Linked DNA regions of Ovis aries: region 2 is linked to region 1. The links are chromatin contacts, called in public Hi-C maps. All regions are on one chromosome and are shown on one strand. The core of a region is the stretch at or near the end of the contact, and the rest is flanking DNA. Distances in the headings are between cores, read along the strand shown. Region 1 holds the start of GASK1B (golgi associated kinase 1B). Region 2 has its middle 210 kb from the start of GASK1B.

Region 1 (3,781 bases), core at 357-2,856:
ACATTTATCCACTAAAAAAAAAACAAGTTTTGGAAACAGTGGAGCTTTCCCCTTAGTATAACCTGGCCTCTGCCGAACACTCACTTTTACTTTTTAAAGAGCTCAGGTCAGTTAGTCTTCTAAATACAAGAAAATAACAAGATAGTTTTACGAACCAGCTTTGTTATAGCTTTCTTTCGAGAAGTTAATATTTATTATCTAGAAAGTAATTCTGTGCTCATGGAGGTGTGCTTTAAAGAGTATTGCTCCCATATAATCCGGCAATCTTACTCCTGGGCACATATCTGGAGAAAAACATGGTTTGAAAGACTACGTGCACCCTGGTGTTCACTGTATGGCTGTTTACAATATCCAGGACATGGAAGCAATCTAAATGTCCATCAGCAGAGGAGCAGATAAAGATGATGTGGTACATATATGTGGTGGACTATTAACAGCTATTAAAAAGGATGAGATAATGCCATTTGCAGGAATATAAATGGACCTAGAGATTATCATACTGAGTGAAGTAAATCAGAGAAAGATAGGTATCACATGATAGTGCTTATATGCAGAATCCAAAAATGATACAAATGAACTTATTTATGAAACAGAAACAGACTCGCTGATTTAGAGAATAAATTTATGATAACCAGTAGGGGACGGGTAGGGAGGAGGGCTAGAATGGGAGATTGGGATTGGCATGCACACACTGCTAAATATAAAGTAGATAACCAACAGGGACCTACTGTATAGTACAGGGAACTCTACTCAATACTCTGTAATACCCTAAATGGGAAAAGAATCTGAAAAAGAATAGATGCATGTATATGTATAACTAAATCACTGTGTTGTACACCTGAAACTAAACACTGTCAATCAACTATACCCCAATAAAAATTTTATTTACTTTTTTTTTAATTTTTAAATTTTTTTATTTTTTTGGTTTACAATACTGTATTGGTTTTGCCATATATTGACATGAATCCACCACAGGTGTACATGAGTTCCCAACACTGAACCCCCCTCCCACCTCCCTCCGCATATAAAAATTTTAAAAAGAGTACTGAAGTACAATGGAAATCAATTTGCTGCTTACATTCTCATGAAGTTTAGACAGAATCTACAGGTATATCTAGGCCACTGTCAGTACTGGAATTGTCCTGTCCCGTTCCTCCACATGGCAAACTTCTAAAGAGGAAGAAAGATCTGAGTTTGAGTGCTAAAGGAACAGTTCTATTCCAATTTTTGGTATTTCATCACTTGGAAGTTAATCCTTTCCTTCTATATATATTCTAATTCCTTGATCTTTTTTGCATTGTCAATTGTAGTCTTTTTAGGATTACAGAAAATACTCCAATTTCTCCCACCCCCATATCACAACCTTCTTTTCCGGGGGGAGGGGAGTCATTCTCTGTCTGCTTCCAGTGTGCCTGTTTGCCTTCTAGATCCTATTTGCTGTAGAAGCAAAAACGGTAAGTCTAAGTGAGACCCAGAGGTCATCAACCCTTGCCTCTGCGCCAGGACACACAGATCACCTAAACCAATCACTAACCTGTTTTTTAAATACCTCCAATCAGAGAGAATCCACAACTTTCTTTTTGTGACTGTTGAACTGTGGAACGGCACACTGTAAATGTCTTCCTACCCATGTGTACTCCTATTTGCCTGTTCTATTTTAACCCTCATTTGCATTAACCCTTTCTTACCTTTTTATGAATTTCTAGGCCACTTCTCAGAAGAGGTGGGAGATCAGTGTGACTCTGGACACAGCCAGGATGAAAAGGTGAGTCCCTGGGAACTCTGATGCTCTAATCCCAGGCCTCTGGGGTGATGGCATTCATTTCAGGAGGCCTTTATTCTACTGCTGCTAAGCAAATCCTGCCTTTGAATTCCAGGAGTCTGTTTCTAAACAGGACACTAGAGGGCTCCCGGGGGTTAAAAATAAGTGGAGAAATATTTGAATGAAAACTGCTTCTGGACGGCATTTGCTTTTTTCAGAATTTAAAATTAAAATTCATTTTTTTTAATATTAAAAAAACCCTCACATGTCTTAAAAGTGGGTTGTCAGCAGCCAGTTAACAAGTATCCGTTTTGCTTTGCGATCAGTAGTTTTCAAGGGAACTTTTAAAGCTGAGCTGAAATATTTGAAATGTGGAACACTCTTGACCATGAAATATGTTCTACTTACATGCCTCAGCCTTTAAAAGTTCTTTGCATTAGAGTCAGAGATTACATTCTTCCTGGAGCCAAGCACGGGGCCAGCTGTGTAAGTAACGTTGCTTACCAGTTCTTCTTCTTTTTAATAACGTGAAAAAAGACAGCTAGAAAGCTTTGGGTTTTCTTTCAGCTGAATTTGGTGGAAAGGAAAGGAATAAAAAGCAGTTAGATGCGTGTTTTGTGTTTATGTTTGTGTGTGTATGACCGAATAAATGTAATTACTTCCAAGATATGTGAACATGTATGGCTTTACAGTATAATGACCCTTAATGTAAGATAATGAAATGTATTATGAAGAAGAGATTGTACTATAAGATCAAGAGAATATATTTCTGAATTTGAATGTTAATACTTGGTGCTTCTGCCCAGTTAATTAATGCAAGACTTCTAAAAATAAATAGAAGATAGCTATAGATTTTTAAAACCCTTTGTTGCTTTGCTTAAATCACTTTTTAATTTCAAAGAGAAAAGCCTGGATTTGTCCAATTTTAATGCTTTTCCTTCAGGATCAAATTAAAAGACTCTAGCTACAAGTTATAAAACAGTCTTGGATTTTGGTAGTTTGTTTTTACTAATTGCAACTGAATATCAAATGTATAGATCTATCTTGTTTGTTTTTTAACTCCATTTAAAAAATCATTTACTGGTGACAGTAATGAAAGGAAAGGGTCCCGTTTTTTAAAATTTCCTCTTGTGGAGGAACTGAGACTGTGACTCAGTGCACTCTTTCCATCCATTCCCAGGAACTAGTCAGACTCCTCCTTGGGGAGACTGATGGCGGTGTAAAAGGTTTGTTGTGGCCAGTGTCAGAAGCCTTCCCGGCTCCATCACCAACGCCTACCTTCCACCTCGACCCACTGGAGACCACTTAAACACCCGAGCGGAGGCGAGAGCTGCATTCAGAAAACCATGCTTCATGTCAGCAGGCACCAACGGCTGAGTTTAAACTTTGTTCAGCATGTGGACACCGCGGAGAAATGAGCTGCCCGGACAAGCCAGGGCAGCTCATAAACTGGTTCCTCTGCTCCCTGTGCGTCCCGAGAGTGCGGAAACTCTGGAGCAGCCGGCGCCCCAGGACGCGGAGGAACCTCCTGCTGGGCACCGCCTGCGCCATCTACCTGGGCTTCCTGGTCAGCCAGGTGGGGCGCGCCTCTGTCCAGCACGCAAGGCCGGCAGGAAAGGGGCCGCACCAGAGCCGGGCTGCCACCGAGGCCCCGTTCCCTGAGATACCCCTGGATGGCACGCTGGCCCCTCCCGAGTCCCAGGGCAATGGCACCACGCTGCAGCCCAACGTGGTGTACATCACCCTGCGCTCAAAGCGCAGCAAGCCAGCCAACATACGTGGCACAGTGAAACCGAAGCGCAGGAAAAAGTATGCGGTGGCTTCTAGAGTCCCGGGGCCCGAGGCTTTGGTGGGATCATCCCTTCGGCCTCAGGTAGCTGCAAGGGCAATGGATTCAGAAGTACCCGGGCATATCCCAGGAGGAAACCTGGCCAAGGCTGGGGAGCGACCCTGGAGGTGGATCCAGGGTCCGGGAGCGAGAGGTGGGGGCGCTGATGTGCAGCTGCCCCCGGCCGAGGA
Region 2 (3,781 bases), core at 578-3,077, 210 kb after region 1:
CAATCAATAGAAATTGATCAGAGGCCAGACAAGAAATTCAGGCAAGGCTCTATTGGGTCCTGTGATGCAGTAGGGAGTAGTGAGAACAAGAAATGGATGCCCTTGCTCACTCCCCAAGGAGGGATGGGCTGGTTCCTTACATGGGGTGATGGTAGGCGTGGGTCCAGGGGTCAGTCTGGAGGGGTGGCTTAGTGGTTTACTCACTCTTGGTGGTGTTGAATGTAGGGGGGCATGTGCAGTTGATTGGCTGATTCTGAGTCACATGCTCCTATTAAAAAGTGGCTGCACTGAGCGAGAACGGGTTGATTTCCTAAAGAGTCCAAAGTATTGCTACCAGAGACATAGGACACAGAGTTTTTATTGCAGAGTGGGCTATAATCTATGGAGGCCTTGAAAATCTGGATGTATTTTACAGGAATGGAGTGTTACTAGATTTCTAGAAGGAGGCAACTGCTACGAACCAGTGGATGTCTAACTCTTCCGTTCCAAAGGCAATTATTTTGTGATTTTATTTTCTTCATTCTAGCATTGTGCCTGCAACGTAGTAGTTGTTAAAAAAAATCATCAGGTTGTTGAATACGTTTTTAAAAGATAGTCCTGATCTCAGAGGGAGAGCAGTGAGTGGTTCTAGAGAGAGATCTTAGTTTCCTGCTCAGGAATTAAGCCTGGGTAGCCTGGATGAAAAGGAATACGTCAAGGCTGTATATTGTCACCCTGCTTATTTAGCTTATATCCAGAGTACATCATGAGAAACACTGGGCTGGAAGAAGCACAAGCTGGAATCAAGATTGCTGGGAGAAATATCAATCACCTCAGATATGCAGATGACACCACCCTTATGGCAGAAAGTGAAGAGGAACTAAAGAGCCTCTTGATGAAAGTGAAAGAGGAGAGTGAAAAAGTTGGCTTAAAGCTCAACATTCAGAAAACGAAGATCATGGCATCTGGTCCCATCACTCCATGGGAAATAGATGGGGAATCAGTGGAAACAGTGTCAGACTTTACTTTTTTGGGCTCCAGAATCACTGCAGATGGTGATTGCAGCCATGAAATTAAAAGATGCTTACTCCTTGGAAGGAAAGTTATGACCAACCTAGATAGCATATTCAAAAGCAGAGACATCACTTTGCCAACAAAGGCCTGTCTAGTCAAGGCTATGGTTTTTCCAGTAGTCATGTATGGATGTGAGAGTTAGACTGTGAAGAAAGCTGAGTGCTGAAGAAATGATGCTTTTGAACTGTGGTGTTGGAGAAGACTCTTGAGAGTCCCTTGGACCACAAGGAGATCCAACCAGTCCATTCTAAAGGAGATCAGCCCTTGGTGTTCTTTGGAAGGAATGATGCTGAAGCTGAAACTCCAGTACTTTGGCCACCTCATGCGAAGAGTTGACTCATTGGAAAAGACTCTGATGCTGGGAGGGATTGGAGGCAGGAGGAGAAGGAGACGACAGAGGATGAGATGGCTGGATGGCATCACTGACTTGATGGATGTGAGTTTGAGTGAACTCTGGGAGTTGGTGATGGACAGGGAGGCCTGGCATGCTGCAATTAATGGGGTCGCAAAGAGTCAGACATGACTGAGCGACTGAACTGAACTGAACCTGGATGAAAACCAAGAGTCTTAGCCCCCAGACCACCTGGGCCTAGAGGCTAGAAGCAAAATGGCCCTGTCTCTTGCCCCTATTTGGAAGCAAGAATGTTTCAAGGAGTCAAAAACTGTAAAAACAGGCACAAAGCTTATTATTAGAGACATAGCACAGTGTATGGGAGAGCACATAGTAAAACTGGTTATGCAACTCAGAAGCAGGGTAGAGATAACACACACAGAGAAATGCGGGTGTCCTGAGTGAGGAGGAGTGCAGTAAAGGGGCGATGTAAATCACTTGTATTGAACAGTCCTTCCAGGTCTTTGTTTACTTTTGGCTAATTATTTTATTACTTTCTTCACTCCTGACTTGTCCATGAATCCTCCCCAAGATGCACATGCAGATTTTTTCTAAGATGGATCCCTCTGCAGAGGCCTTATGGGTGCATGCTCACACTTATTATGGGGTGGGGTCCCCTCACTTTTCAACCCCCAAGAAACCTTCCTGAGCAAGTGCAGACAGGGAAGTCTTCCTCGATCTCAGTAGTAGGCACTTTATCTCTTTGTTTCAGCAGAACTCAGCTCTTATCACTAGCTTTGCCCTTGGAGTCTGGGCGAAAACAAAGTTTGAATTTTACTCAACTTGACAAATGTCCAGCCCAGAGGCCCACTGTCTCCTACCTCAGTCAGATTTTGTGTAGGTATAGAGAAGTGGGGAGGGGCGGCGGGTAACTGAGCCAGAATGATGGACTTGTTTGGACAGAAAATAGTGATGGAAAGAGGACAGAATGTTTAAGGGCAAAGGAAGAAGTTTTGATAAAGGAGACTGACAAACAGCAGTAAAAGTGGATAAGGAGACTGGAGTAAATGTTTGTCTTGTGACTTCATTAGACCAGGACATGGACTGGTACTCTCAGGAAAATTGAATGCTTATATGATGAAGTAATTTTTAAATGCATTCATGGTTGTGCATGACTCTGAACAAATAAATGAGAGATGGAATTTTTTATAGGAAGGAAATAGTTTTGGATTAACAATAAAACACAAGACCACAATATTTCATTTGAAAATAAAAACAGCTTTAAAGACAGGAACTGAGTAAAAGCAATCTGTTCTTAGTAGGGGGAAAGTTCTATGAAGATTAAACAATTTGTCATCACAGGATGCTCATATGAGTCTTATGTTCAGAACATACTGTAACATGAACATTTAACATTACGAGTAACATTTGGGAACACTCTGATGTTATCATTTACTTTTGTTTCCTAACAAGAGACACATGTATCGTGAAGAAATTTGCTATTCTTCTGTTATTTCTGATTTTAGAATTCATCTCTTTGAATTAGATCCTGCATATTGCTGTAACCAGGGCCACCACCTAAACAGAGAACCTCAGTGAAATTCAAGTTTTGTGGTCTGTCCTGCAGCTTGTCAGGAAGATGGTATGAAGTCATGTCATATGTTTTATGGCCTAATTCTTAGGCATATAGTGAGCTACGTTCTCATGGTTTGACTGTAATTACAGACATGCAAGAGCAAATCATGTCATTGTTGGTTCATGAATTTCAGCCATAAAATTGGCACTTGTTAAGTATCAATTATAAAATTCAAAGCATTATACAGATATTAGCAGTATTCTTCTCAGAGCATCAGCACATATACATAACAATTACTACTATATTTTAAATCTTGTTACTAAGATAATGTCTGCCTGGGTGATAATATTTTTTCTACCCTTTGTTCTTTTTGCCAAAGTATTATAAGTCATCATCTCACAGAATTTTTATTTTTGAGTAAATTTAAAAAAAAGCCAACAGCATATTAAAAAAGTATACCATGATAAAAGCACAATTCAAAGAAAAGGAAAACTACTAGAGACGATCCATGAGCTGGGATAATGTTAGCAAGACATTTCAGTGCCAACACATCAGAATAACTATGATGATCCTCAGGTTTTTCTTCATATAAGATTTCGAAGTCATTCTTTTAACACACACATAAAACTAAAACTCCAATGCAACAAGGACAAAATTCAAAAAGCAAACAGTTTGTAAAGCAAAAGAAATCAACAAAATTTGAACTCTCATCAACTTGACTGTTGAGATTAAAAGAGTCATTAACATTTAAAAACTTTTATAAATCTTTGGAAAAATAATACAAATGGGAACCCTACATTAACATAAGTGATATAAATGAC

What was found. Hi-C and Micro-C count contacts between places; a contact is called where the count stands out from the background.
Region 2: a Hi-C map of liver shows a contact between it and region 1, with 5 times the contacts expected there. The contact joins the enhancer-like site here to the promoter of GASK1B in region 1. A contact is called at or near these places in 10 of 16 Hi-C or Micro-C datasets (hypothalamus, liver, mesenteric adipose tissue and 6 more).

The regions. Positions count from the first base shown.
Region 1 is chr17:40,989,870-40,993,650 of ARS-UI_Ramb_v3.0, forward strand. GASK1B (golgi associated kinase 1B) reads left to right here and starts at 1,607. Exons shown (of 5, transcript XM_042234411.2): 1 at 1,607-1,765; 2 at 2,943-3,781. The coding sequence starts at 3,177. LOC121816928 (a long non-coding RNA gene) reads right to left here and starts at 1,845. Exons shown (of 4, transcript XR_006056644.2): 1 at 1,689-1,845; 2 at 1,079-1,170.
Region 2 is chr17:41,200,409-41,204,189 of ARS-UI_Ramb_v3.0, forward strand. No RefSeq gene overlaps it. Among named protein-coding and RNA genes, the nearest start is that of GASK1B, 210 kb to the left of the region's middle. Within about 2 kb of position 1,828, at least 7 of the 54 cell types and tissues checked have an H3K27ac peak or open chromatin away from gene starts, as enhancers often do.